2 separate regions of the Sus scrofa genome follow, and region 1 is linked to region 2. A link is a contact called in public Hi-C data. All regions are on one chromosome and are shown on one strand. The core of a region is the stretch at or near the end of the contact, and the rest is flanking DNA. Distances in the headings are between cores, read along the strand shown. Region 1 has its middle 37 kb from the start of SUPT7L. Region 2 overlaps BABAM2 (BRCA1-A complex subunit BRE).

Evidence for each region. Hi-C and Micro-C count contacts between places; a contact is called where the count stands out from the background.
Region 1: a contact with region 2 is called in a Hi-C map of embryonic fibroblasts, with 3 times the contacts expected there. A contact is called at or near these places in 6 of 47 Hi-C or Micro-C datasets (adipocytes, embryonic fibroblasts, fibroblasts and 1 more) and 1 of 2 datasets of targeted methods (skeletal muscle).

Annotation. Positions count from the first base shown.
Region 1 is chr3:111,491,644-111,498,363 of Sscrofa11.1, reverse strand. No RefSeq gene overlaps it. Among named protein-coding and RNA genes, the nearest start is that of SUPT7L, 37 kb to the left of the region's middle.
Region 2 is chr3:110,955,193-110,961,612 of Sscrofa11.1, reverse strand. The region is part of intron 10 of BABAM2 (BRCA1-A complex subunit BRE); the gene reads left to right. Among named protein-coding and RNA genes, the nearest start is that of FOSL2, 120 kb to the right of the region's middle.

The sequences.
Region 1 (6,720 bases), core at 1,159-3,658, 540 kb before region 2:
TCTTGAGTCTCATTGTCTTCAGGAAGCTCTTGTTCCCCTGCTTGTTAGTAGGCTCTCTTTCCCCACTAGCCCTACAGCACTTTGATTTCTGGCCCTTGCTCGGATGGTCCCATATCCGTTAATTGTATGTATGCAGTGTGCTTGGGTCATTTATGTTTGCGAGCCTTATGAGCTGGGGACAGGAACCATCTCACTTTGTACGCTACCTGTTCCTCATTGCACCTCCCAGTTCACAAAATAGGTGCTCTGTTAACTGTTGCTTTACAGGGGTGAGGGTTGGAGGGCAAGTTCTAGTCCTGGACCTTTCTACCCTTGGGTTTTGGGGGCGGAGAAGGGACCTTTGAGCTGCTTTCATTTCCAGAATTTGTTCCAGACAAGCTGGACAGTCTAGGCGATAACCGTCTTAACAGGGTTAGTGCAGGCAGAGGCTTGGATTCCTATCCTACTTGGGGCAAAATCAAGCGAAACTACCCCTTCCCGTCAAGAAGCTCTGGATTCCAGCAGATGGTTTTAATTTGGGCTTTAAGTCCTCTGCTGGCTCTGGAAAATCTTGATCGTGAGGCTTGGCTCTGGTTTCCTCTGGCTGTCACGCACACCGCTTCAAAAGTCAGTGCAACTGTGGCAAGAAGTGACCACAAGAGGGCAGTAAAGACCCATCACTATGCAGCAATTTGCAGGTGGGGCTCAAAGCCAGTAGACGAGCGTTTCAAAGCAAAGCAAGAGTAACAATCAGATCCTGAACTCTCTCAAAATCAGGATTCTGAAAGGGTTTGGGGCAGCAAGCTGGGTCAGGTCACCAGTGTCTTCTCAGCCTGTTTCTGGTGCTTAGTTCCACCTGGAGAAAGTCTTTCTCTAGTTATAATGCAAATATTTTATGGAGGAGTTTAGGCATTGCCTATCTATTACTTACACACTGTCTTACAGAGAATTTTTCACACTTGTCTCCCCCCCCCGCGCTGTCTTTATTGAGGAACAATTGACAAAAATTGTATCTAATTTGATTGATATTTTGATATATCACTCATTTCCAAACTCTGAATTTTTATTTATCAGACTTAAAAGGTAAAAAGAGGAGACACTATCACCTCTGTTTAAGGAAACTGAGGCTCAGAAACCGGAAGAGACTTGCTCAAAGGCATGCCAAGTTCATGGTGGAACCACGATTCCAGATCCTCTGCTTATTCCTTCTAGTTTTCAGTAGTTTATGTTTGTAAGCTTTGCGAGTTTCTGGAGCAAAGACTACATCTGGTTCCTCTTTTTGTCTTGGAATGGTGCTCCCTTAATCTTGAGGGCTCTGAGTGGGTGTGCTGTATAAGGTTCTGCCCTTTAGGAGTTGGATTCCATGATCTCTCTCTTATCCCTCCTGATTCAGTAATTCTGTGATTTGGAGGCACAGCCCTAACAATGACAGTGGCAGCCCTGAGTGATCCTACTGGCAGAGCATTTCAACAAGGGCAGCCACTTGGCTACCAGCCTATAAAGATCTATCGTTAGCAATGCCGCGAGGGCGGGGGACATTTGGGCAGTTTCTCAAATTGCGCAGCCTTATGGGAATTGCCTTTAGGGGAGGAGAATGAAAAAATATCTAATTTTAGCAGTTACGTATAGGAATATATACTTACGTACACACATGTATATGTATGGTGTAGAATGTGGTGAAAAAAATTTTTTTTTTTTTTTTTTTGCCACACTTTTGGCATGTGGAAGTTCCGCTTCAGAGCCAGGGATCAAACCTGCGCCACAGCTATACCAGAGCCGCAGCAGTGACAATGCCAGATCCTTAACCCACTGAGCACCAGGGAGCTCCTTTCTTTTTTCTTTTTCTTTTTTTTTTTTTCCCCCCTGAGGTCAATTTTTAAAGTGAGTTTATTTGAAGAAGAACATGAAGCCAATAATGCACGGTGGCCTGCAACACGGTACCAAGTGTAAAGGAGGTGTACCAATGAGTGAAGTTGAAGGAACTGTGGTGAGGTGGGAAGGTGTTGTAACTAGAGTCACAAAACTAATCTGAAGTCTGGCTCTGTCACCCAAGCCATGTAACCCTGATTAAGTTGCTGACTATACACAAGTCTCAGTTTTCGCATCTGTAAAGTCAGAAAAGAATTCTTGCCCCCCTTAACACATGTGAGAATACATGAAAGCACACGGAAGCCTGGAGGACTGTGCAGGTGTCCACTGGAGCTAATACTCCCATTCCCACTTCCACCAGGGTCTTTCGGGACCTCTTCACCATCACAGAGGATGCCTCCCAACTAGGGTCTGTCTCCCAGATCCCCAGGACCAAATCCAGTTCAGTTTGTTGTCCACACCTGGGTCTGCCATTCTGCGAGGAGGAGGAGGAGGAGGGAGGGGCTGGAGAAACCCTGGAATGAGTCCGGGAACAAGTCCCAACACATCACTGTTTGCTTTGTCATCCTGGTTCAATGACCTCATACAAGGAAGGGAGGGAGCGGAGGGAGCTGTTCTCTTCCAGATACCTAAGGAGGCTTCTGACATCTACTCTTTCCCTTGTCATGAGAAGAGCAGGCGCCAGGCTGTGATTTTTAAGGTCTGAGCTAATCTTGGCAATGAAAGAGAATGGCACCTCCCACAGCTGGCCAGACGAGGCTTCTTGCGGAGCTGCCTGGAGCAAAGGGGCAGGGGGGCTGCCGTGGGTGTTGGAATCCAGGCTGTTACCCCTGCTCCCTGGAGGGGCTCCGGAATACACAGCCCTGTCCCCAAGTCCTGACCAGCCTTAGTGCTACTTGGGTGCGTGCAAGGCACTGGCATGTCTCCCGGTTGAGGATAAAGAGCCCAGGGAGGACAGCTTTGAGTTGTTCCGAATCTAGTGCCTATGGGACAGCCAACTGGGGTGGACAGTAGCTTCAGCGACCCCAGTGTCATCATCCTCACATACTCCTACATCTTCACACACAATATTCAATGAGGACTTTCTGAGCACCTACTGTGTACTAAGCCTTTTGGGGAAATGAGACAGCCAGCACCTGCACCCAAAGGCTATGTAGGATCTCAGAGTCACCTTTTTACCACTGGGATTCCTTTTGTCATCCTTACCCCAGCCCTTCTGCCATCCTTAATTAATGAATAATTAAGGTGTAAATAAATTATGTTGTCAGCCAGACAAATTGCATTTTTACGGGGGTCCTTTCCAAGTTTTTTGTAGCCAGATATTTATGTAACTGCAGATAAGTACTTCTGCTCAACAATAACTAACAGGGCTATACTGAGCTAGTATCCAGTCTGACAAAAGCAACAAAATTTAGCATTGTAGCTATCCTGATTATCCTGGTTGGGCTCTTTAAATTTTTAAAAAGTAGCCGGCAGACTCCCTGGGGAGTCCATTCAAGGTTTTAGATAGAGGTGGTGACATGACACCTGGGTTTTGAAGGACAAACAGGAGCTCACAATCAGGGAGAAAGATTACTGCAGGCAGAGGGGGCAGAAGGATCCAGGTGCTGGGCCCAGTGCCTCCATACCCGGGCTGGTCAGGTGGATCAGGCTGTGGCTTGAACTCAGAGGGTGGAAGCTGGGGTTTGGAACAGAGCTGATGAGGGTGCAGCTGAGAACCAGGAGTCTTACAGGTGAATGTTCTAGTCTGGTCACATGCTGGTTCTGGAAAGACTGAGGCAGGAAACCCCATTAAAGTCCCTTTGGTTCCTGAGGGCAGGAGGGAAAAAGATCGCAAAGGACAAGCCAAAAAGTTAGTCTCCCACCCTGGCTGCCCCGCCCTTTAGCTCCGAGAGCAAACCATTTTTTTGTGATTTTTTGGCTCATCTTGTAAATGTTCCAGAGTCAGAACAGGCTGTGCCATGGCTGAACAAACCTGTTGAACAAATAAACAAGGCAGGCTTCAGGGCTAGGAAAGCACTAGACGTGGGCCCCCATCCAACCAGGTCCATGGGTTCTGGCAAGTCTGTCCCGAGGCTCTTCCTTTGACTGTGACAGGTGGGAGTGTGGGACTTTGGGGTCCTTGTGGCTCTGTGATCTAAGCAATTTGCCCACAGAGAGGAAAACTCCAGAGCCTCCAGTTGAGCAGCCTCCTTCCTTTTCACTCCACAGTGCAGCTAAGGGCGGGGAGAGGGGAGATGTAGAGGCAAATACTGAAACCAAAGGACACCTGTTTGCTTATTCATTCATCGGACCAGTGCCCAGTCTGTGCGGGGTGCTGTGCGGCTCTTCCCTCAAGGAACGCACTAGGAGCTGTAAATGCTCTAGCTGAGGAGAGAAGGTCACATTTCTTGTATATGCCAAGTTCTCAGCCACCTCAGGACCTTTGCTCCTGCTGTTCCCACCACCTACACCGCCAATTCCTCCTGCCTTCTTGTGTTTCAAGCTCAGCTTGGATGGCATTTCCTCAGTCTGGCTTTCCCTGACCACCCTGTGAGTGGTAGGCTTGCCCATCCCTCGCCGGCTCTCCGGCCACACTCTGTCACCCTCCTAGAATCTATAACAGCTTGGAATTATGTTCTGCCCTTCATTTAGTCAGTTATCTTCCACCTTTCTGATCTGAGTATCAGCCTACCTGAGGGCAAGAATTCTGTTTGCGTTTTCCACCTCTGGACGCGTAGCAGCTCATCCTTGTAGAATACGCGAATATTTTGGCCTGTGCTGTGTTTTCACACTGACTGCCTCATTTCGTCCTCTTGGCAACCCTAACGGAGAGATGTTATTAGCATTATCTACATTTTGGAGTGAAGAGACAGACATCCAGGGATGGTAAGTATCTGGCAGTTGGCAGGGCAGGGTTTGAACCTCATCTTCAAGTCAGGACTCTCTGTGCTTCACGCTACAGGCCAAATGCCGAGAGGCTCTGTGCCTGGCTCCAACTGGCTCTAACTAACCCTGGCTCAGGCTTTTTCTTCTTTTTTTCCTTTTTCTTTTGAAATAATTTCAGCTTACCAAAAGGCTGCAGGACTAGTACAAAGGACTCCTGTGTACGCTTCACTCAAATTCAGCAGGCGCAAACATTTTGCTGCATTTGTTTTGATGCTTTCTTTCTGCTTGCATGTATTTGTACATGTTTATACTTTCTTTGGACTATTTTAGAGAAAGTTGCAAACCCTTAAACACTTCAGTATGAATGTCGCAAGGAAATTCTTTTACATAAAATCAAAATCAGGGAACTTAATATTGATATAATGCATTATTCAAAGTCCAGCCATATTAAAACTACCTAATTGTTCCGGTAATGTTCTTTATAACGATATATACGTTTTTCTAGTCTAGGATCCAATCCAGATCACACATTCTTTTTAAATCCTTTAGTTATATCACTTCAGTTTTTGATGTAGAACAGTTCCTCAGCTTCCTTTCTCTTTCATGCCATCAATATTTTTCAAGAATCTGGGCCAGGCCTTTTGTAGAACAGCCCTCAGCTTGGGTTAGTCTGATGTTCACTCCGACCAGATTGAAACCAGGCATTTGTTGGCAGGAATCTCACAGAGGTGATGCTGTGGGCCTCAGTGCATCCTATCAGGAGCCAGCATGACTCCGATTGTTCCCTACTGGTGACGTTAACTTCCATCACTTGCGTAGGGAGGTGTCTGCTAGGTTTCTCCACTGTAAAGTTACTGTTTTGCCCCCTTCGTAATTAATGAGTAACTTCAGAGGAGATACTTTAAGCCTGTGAATACTCTGCCCTCATCCAACTTTTCCACCATTGATGATTCTTGACTGAATCAATGATGAGTGGAACAGGTGAAAAGTCAAGATCTGGGTTCTGATTTTAAGGCTGGTGTCTGTGTTTCAGAATGACAGTGTGGAAAGGAAGGAGGAGGGAGCAGGACACAACATCTGATTCTGTAAACAGTTTCGCAAGTGGCTATCACGGAAAGTGGAAGGTGACTGGTATTGACCTTCTAACCCTACTAAGAAAAACGACTAGAAAATCAGACTGGGGAGTTCCGTCGTGGCGCAGTGGTTAACGAATCCGACTAGGAACCATGAGGTTGCGGGTTCGGTCCCTGCCCTTGCTCAGTGGGTTAGGGACCCGGCGTTGCCGTGAGCTATGGTGTAGGTTGCAGACGCGGCGCGGATCCTGCGTTGCTGTGGCTCTGGTGTAGGCGGGAGGCTACAGCTCCGATTCGACCCCTAGCCTGGGAACCTCCATGTGCCGCGGGAGCGGCCCTAGAAAGGCAAAAAGACAAAAAAAAAAGAAAATCAGACCGGATTTTAAACAATTAAAGCTGCTACTTCATAATGGAATAAGGATTTCCCCTAATCTAGCACTTAACTAAATCCCAAATACTGCACCAGCCATCAGCAGATCTGGTTTCCTTTGGCCCTCAGGGCCCCTCTGTGAAAGAGCATTGTGAACTCCAGTTTATAGATGAGGAAACTAAGACTCAGAAAGGTTGAGGCATTTGCCTAAAGTCACACAGCTAGGAAGTAGAAGAAGAGTCTAGATTCCAACTAAGATCTACTGGGCTCAAAATACTCTTTTCAGAAGGAAGGATCTCTGGGTTGTATCGTGACCTTTGGCCGCAACACACATCCCCGCCACCACCACTTTTCAACACATTGTCAGCTGACAGGTGAGGTGATTCTCACTGCCCAGGTGGCTATTAAGCCCTGGGGCCCAAGTCCTGCAGAGAAGCTGATGAGGTCCCAGGGCAGTGATCTTCTGGGCCCAGCCAGCTGGTCCTTGACCTAGCGGGCCCCCTGGCTGGGAGTGGACTGAGAGGACCTCCCGGGGCTCTGCTGTCACCCCTTCAGCCCGGT
Region 2 (6,420 bases), core at 998-3,497:
CTTTGGCCTCTTTGCTGTCTCTTCGACCCGCCCCCCCTGCTTCCATTCCCCCCCCCGCCCCCGTATATTTCTTGCCCCATTTCTTTTGGCTTTTCTTTTGTAGGCCTGCACCCATGGCATATGGAGGTTCCCAGGCTAGGGGTCCAATCAGAGCCACAGCTGCCAGCCTACACCACAGCCCACAGCAACGCCCAATCCAAGCCGTGTCTGTGATCTACACCACAGCTCACGGCAACGCTGGATCCTTAACCCAATGAGCGAGGCCAGGGATCGAACCCGCAACCTCATGGTTCCTAGTCGGATTCGATTCCGCTGCGCCACGAGGGGAACTCCTCTTGCACCATTTCTTAAAACCTAGCTCCAGTTTTCTCTCTAAGCTGATCACCTCCGTCTCAGTCTGAATAACACAATTAGGAGACTTTAACAGAGATTCTACAGAATGGTTCTTTAATTGTCATGCATGTTTGCTTCATTATTCTGATTAATTTGCTTGCCTGGGTCCAGGACAACTACAGCTAAGTTATCTTTCAATTATGTTGTTATTATTATGCACAGGGCTCCACAGGCGCTCAGTAGGAGCCCAGCAACCCAGTGGTCAGAGCACACTCCATAACGCATTCTGATTTACAGGTGTCTTTGTAGCATCGCACCCTGAGAGGTCAATGTCTCCACCACCGTTTGCAAGTGATGAAAGAGGAGAGGCTTAAGGAGGTTGAGGAACAGCAAACGTGTGGGAATGACTCCTGGAGGGGAGCCAGAGTGAGGTAGAGCCCACAGCGGGTGTAGATGAGGGACAGCTCCTGGGGGCAGTGCTCAGGCCACAGCAGGCGCCCAGGGCCGAAGCTGAATTAGTGAAGATCTTATAGACAGGACCAGACCCAACGGGCTGCATGCAGTAGGTGCCACCACAGGGGACAGCTGCTCCCTGGGGTGAAGAGCAGAGACCAGGTGACTCTAGGTGACCTCCTTGGGACAAGTCAGATGAACAGGAGATGGAAGGATTCAATGTGATTTAGCCTCAGCCCAGTTAGACCCATGCAGTGGGCTTTATAGGGCATTTCCTGGGGAATTTGCAGATAGGCCAGGGATCTTTCTTTTCTCCAGCACCCTGTGCCCTGGGGGAGATTGATCACGTGGCCATCTGATTGAGGTCAAGTGATCTCACCTCTTAAAGGAGAAGCTGAAACAGCCCTGAAAACGTTCTAGGCCTAGAGAGGTCTTAGTAATTCCATTCCTGACCAAACACTGATGAGAAACTCTTCCTGTCTTCTCTGATTCGGCCAGAGTGTAGGTTCACAGTGCTTTGCTATTTCAATAGTGCTGCTGAATTTATGAAGCTATAAGCTCCTTGCAGGTAACCTGCTCCTGCCTCAGGTCGAATTCCCTGTGCGCATTGCCAAACTGGGACAGGCCTGGGCCGGGGCTGCTGAGAGCTGGCAGTGCCAGGCCGGGAAAGGCAAACAAACAAACCAAAGGCCAACAGGCAGGCCTGGGGGTTGGACAGCTACCCAGCAAACGGGTGGGGCACCAAAGCTTCATTGTGTGGCTGGAGAATCCAGGGCGTGGTAAGGGAACTGGCTCCTGGCACAGTAAAGATTAATGTTTCATGCACATGCATTTATTAGCGTGCCTGGTCTTTTGTCCAAAATGTCGTAAATTCACAGGTCAGGATTTTAGAGTAAATGAAATTACTGCTATTTCTCCGGCAACGGCCAATCATCACTCTTTACTTAAAAGAAAAGTTCAGAATCTTTCATTAATCTTCAACTCAAAACACGGAAATTCTAGTTTTCATAAGGTGTTAGAAAGAGCTTTCAAAGGATTCCTTCGCCCACCCCCCAGCCTCAGCCCCGACCCCTGCCCATGTCAGAGGTTAGGAATAAAGCATATTTTCCTTCAAACATTTGATGACACCCTCCTCCCTTTCCCAAGTCCACCAAATTCAAAATGGGGGGGAAAAAAAAGGAGGCTAATATACAGTAAGATTTGTACCTTTACAAGTAAATATTACCATTTAGCTGGGTAGCTTGTGGAAGCTTGTCAGGTCGAAGTGACTCACTTGCATAGATGAAGTTATTTTTAGAGATGTAATTTGTACTGTTTAGAAAAGAATAAAGCGATGGTAAAAGGCTAGATGGCTCATTATAGTTTACAGAGCTCATGAACTCAGCATCCATGCACGGGATGACTAAGCAACGGGTCGGTTGGTACTTTCTCTCCGAATTTTACAGACGTGAGTCACCCACTTGAGATTGCAGACGCAGCACCGAGGTACCCATGACTCAGCTCCCTTTTGGGAATTCAGTGCTGGTACACTTTGGTCGTTAAGGCCTGAGGAAATTACATACCGAAGCAAAATAGGTCCTTCTCCCACACAGCCGTTGGATGCTTTTAGCCCAGATTGATCGACCTTCCCCTCTGGCCTTCGCCAGACTCTGTGTGGGAGCCGTGCTGGCTGGTATGTGCCCATTCGGTCTGCTGCTGTCCACGGCAGCACCGCCTTCTTGATGTCAGGGTCTCTGCTCCGCGTGTTCGGTCCTCAGTAGAAATCTCAGCTTCACCCTTGCTGCACGAAGCTAAGCGGCACTCAGGCCACGTCCTTTAAGCAAATGTGTGTGTGTGCGCGTGTGTGCAAATCTTCAGCCTAACATTAAAATTCTAGTTTTCGGGAGTTCCTGTGGCCCAGAGGGTTTAGAACCTGACACGGTCTCCATGAGGCCATGTAGGTCGCAGATGCAACTCAGATCCCACGTGGCCGTGGCTGTGATGTGGGCCGGAGCTGCAGCTCCAGTTCAACCCCTGGCCTGGGAACGTCCATATGCTCCAGATTTGGCCCTAAAAAAATGTATATGTATATGTAGTTTTCATAAACTGGGAGACATAACCTTCAAAGGCTTGTTCCCCTCCACACTGTACCCATGTCAGGGAGTGAGAGAAATAAAATCCTCTTTTCCTGAAAGTATTTTTGCATGTTTTCTAAAAAGCCATACACACAAACACAGCATACCCACGTGCGTGAACACACAGAGTTATCGCTGTATATAAGCAGACTTGGTGAAGCAGATGCGATACTCTCTCTGCGGGGCTGCTGCTTTGTTCTCACAAGCAGGGCTCTGATGCCCAGGTGACCCTCGAGGGCAGCCTAACGCTAGGCTTGCCCCCTGGTCATTGGCACATGCTCATTATGCAGCCTGTCCAGAGCTAAGCCCTCGGCACGTGACCTGTCCTTTCAAACATATGGAAAATGGTCTTTTGCATTTGGTAGACATATCAATGGATTTTTCATAACCAATAAAGTATTTTACATCTATTACTTCTTATTCATTTATTTATTTATTGGCCACACTCATGGCATAAGGAAGTTCCCAGGCCAGAGATCAAATCCAAGCTGCAGCTCTGACCTACCCCATAGCTGCAGCAACACCAGGTTCTTAACCCACTGCACCACAGTGGGAACTCCCTATATTTTTTACTTTTATTGAAGAAACATGAACACGGCCACAGAAGCAAATACTCCAGAAAGGCCTTCAATGAAAAGTGAAAGTGCTCTGCCCCAAGCCACTTGGAGACAGTCACTTTTAACCACTTCTGTCACTTGGCACTTACTTCTGAAACTGTTTCATCCTCACCTGCTCTAACTGTAGCACTGTTACCAAGAACGCCAGGGCATGCAGAGGTTAAAAACTTGGTCTTGTTGTCAAAGGGAAAAGCCCTGTGTCTGTCCGAATCAACTAAGCAAACACTTGAGCATCTGCCATGGACTGAGCAGACCAGGGAGTTTACAGTCTGGGGGGCTGCAGGGCGCAGATAGGCAGATACATTAATACAACATCTGCGTGGAAAATGCTCTAATACAGGTGCATAAAACCCAGTCTGCGGGGTTTTGCAGAAACGTCGTAGCGCTGGGTCTTTAAGGGCTAGTAGAAATATGCTACGGAGCTGACACGGGAAGCATGTCCCAGAGAGAGTCGTGTGCTGGTGGACGGATAAATTAGTCCCAGAAAACTGGGACTAATTCATCCAGTTGCACGTTTAGGGTATGTGAGTCCAGGGAGGAGTGGGAGATGAGGCAGAAGAGTAATGTGCCCGACAAGGAAGAGCTTTGTGTGGCAGGGGCTCAGGGTAGGTCCTGGTGAGGAAGAGCCCAGCAAGGATTCTAACCACAGATGGGACACGATCTCACTTATGCTCTCGGTCTGATGGGATTCAAGGGCGAAGACGCTGCGGATGGGGCAACTGCGGGGGGTAACCAGTCCAGGCCAGATAAAATGGGGCACAGTGGGATTAGGGAGGGAGAGGAAAGGACAAATTCTAGGACTCCTCCAGAGGTGGCATCAGCAGGCCTTCATGAACTCAGATTTAGGAAGTCGGGGAGACTCGCAGACGGCTGTGATCGCTGAGTGGAAACTCAAGAATTAACGACGGGGGTGGGTGAGTGGGTGGGGTACTGAGTTTGAGTATATTGAGGGGGAGGCGTTGAGGTGGTAACCAGGTGGAGGTGTTCATAAGAAGCCAAAAGTGTGGGACGGAAGCTTAGGAAGAGCCGTCCTCGTTGATGCAGATGTGGGAGCCACGTCCCGCAGGACCAGGGAACCGCTTCAAGCTGAGTCTATAGCCTGAGAGCACTGACAACAGCTCTGGGGAAGGTGGCAGCTGCTGGCGGTCGGGGGACTCGGGTGGAGGTGAAGAAGCAGCAGAGAGAACCAGGAGAGAGGGCCACCAGGAAGGCAGGGGTGGCAAGAGTGTTGAGAGTAGAAGCATTTGCTTTGGTCCTTAATGGTCTTGGTGCCTAGACCGTTTCTTTCGCTGCTTTTCTCGGAGTGAGAAAAGCAGCGAAAGAAACATCCCTGCGTTAGAGTACGGGGAAGCCAGGGCGGGCACGTCACAGAATTAATTGACAATGAAGAAGACGATTTCTGTGGTGTTCAAGACTTAAACCCTGGGGGGATGGGAGGTGGCTAGTAGGGGGTCAAGAGGGGGAGTTGATGGGAAGAGATTCTTCCGCATGATGCGAAGGGACCAGAGGTCGCAACTCAGAAGGAAAAGAGAACTCACAGAAAGAGCAAAATCCTGGAGTTGGCTTGAGAGCGTGGAACCTGGAACACAGGTCGGGGAAAGCGCTTTGGACCAGAAGGACCTCTGCCTCCTCTGAGCCAGGCGGAGAGGATGCAGATGGTGACGAGGGGGAAGGAGGAAGAGCCGGGACATGGAGGTGATTTTGGCCTTGAGTGTCCATTTTCTCTAAGAAATTGCATGCAGGATTATCTCCTAAGTGAAAATGTCAGGCAGGAGGTTAAGGCTTTGAAAGAGAAAGTTTTGGATCGTGCTCAGAGCTGGCACAGCACCTGCGAGTTAATTCATCTCTGTATCACCAGCACCTACCAGTGCCTGGAGTGTAGCCAGCACTGAAAAATGTCTCCAACTCAATGCATTTTTCAGTCGTGGTCCGAGAGTAGTCTTGTACAAGTTTTTCTTTTGCAGCTGAGCACGAATAGATGATGAGAAGGTTTGGGGGTGTGGCTACGGGAAAGTGGGCGCCGGGTAGGTCGCCCTCGTAGATGCTGATGTTACCCTGGACGGTTGCAGAAACCAGAGTGGGGAGGAGGTCATGACGCATGTGTAGACGTGCTCGAGTTCCTTAGCTTGTCACCAGGAGTCGGGTAGATGACAGCAGAGAGGATCCACAGCCGTGCTCTAGGCAAAAGGTAGGCGCTTCAGCTGGGGGTGCTTTTCCTGGGGACCAGGCTGAGTGGGCAGGAAAGGAAGGGGAGTTTCACCTGAGACATAGCTGTGGCAGGAACATTCTGGGAAGAAAGTGAGAAGGCTACTCTTGAAGTAGAAGCAGAGGTGACCAAGGTCTGGTGGAGACTGGGTGTCTGTCCAGTCTAGGAGGACCCAGAGTGACAGAGGACACTAGGAAGAGTCAGGAAAATGCATTTTTTTTTAAATGAGGATAAGAGACTGGTTGGCTTGGGAGATGCTGGCTGAGAAAAGCGGTGTGCGAGGGTCTACCCAGGGGCAGGGGGTAGGAAGGCAGCCGAGCAGCAGGGAAAGCCGTGGTGACCTTGACCCTGTCTGCCAATCTGCCAGACACTCAGGGAGCCACAGTTCCTTGGCGGTCAGCTTGTCCAGGAGGCCACCTCCATAAGCACACATGTTCCAGGAGAGCTACGCTGGAGGCCTGGACTGTCCCAGGTTCGAAAACGCATCCGGCACATCTCTCGGCAACCGTGACCGGAGGCTCAAAAGCACAGGCTGCAGCTTATGACCTGACGGCGAAGCAGCATGCAGCTCGTGAGAGGAAACATTTAGAGACGTTTATAGCAATTTGCCGTTGCTGTGGCATCCGAGCACGATTGCTTTTGCAGTCATTCCGTTTTATTTTCTTTGGTCGGTCTGGAATTTTATCCGTACCAGCTT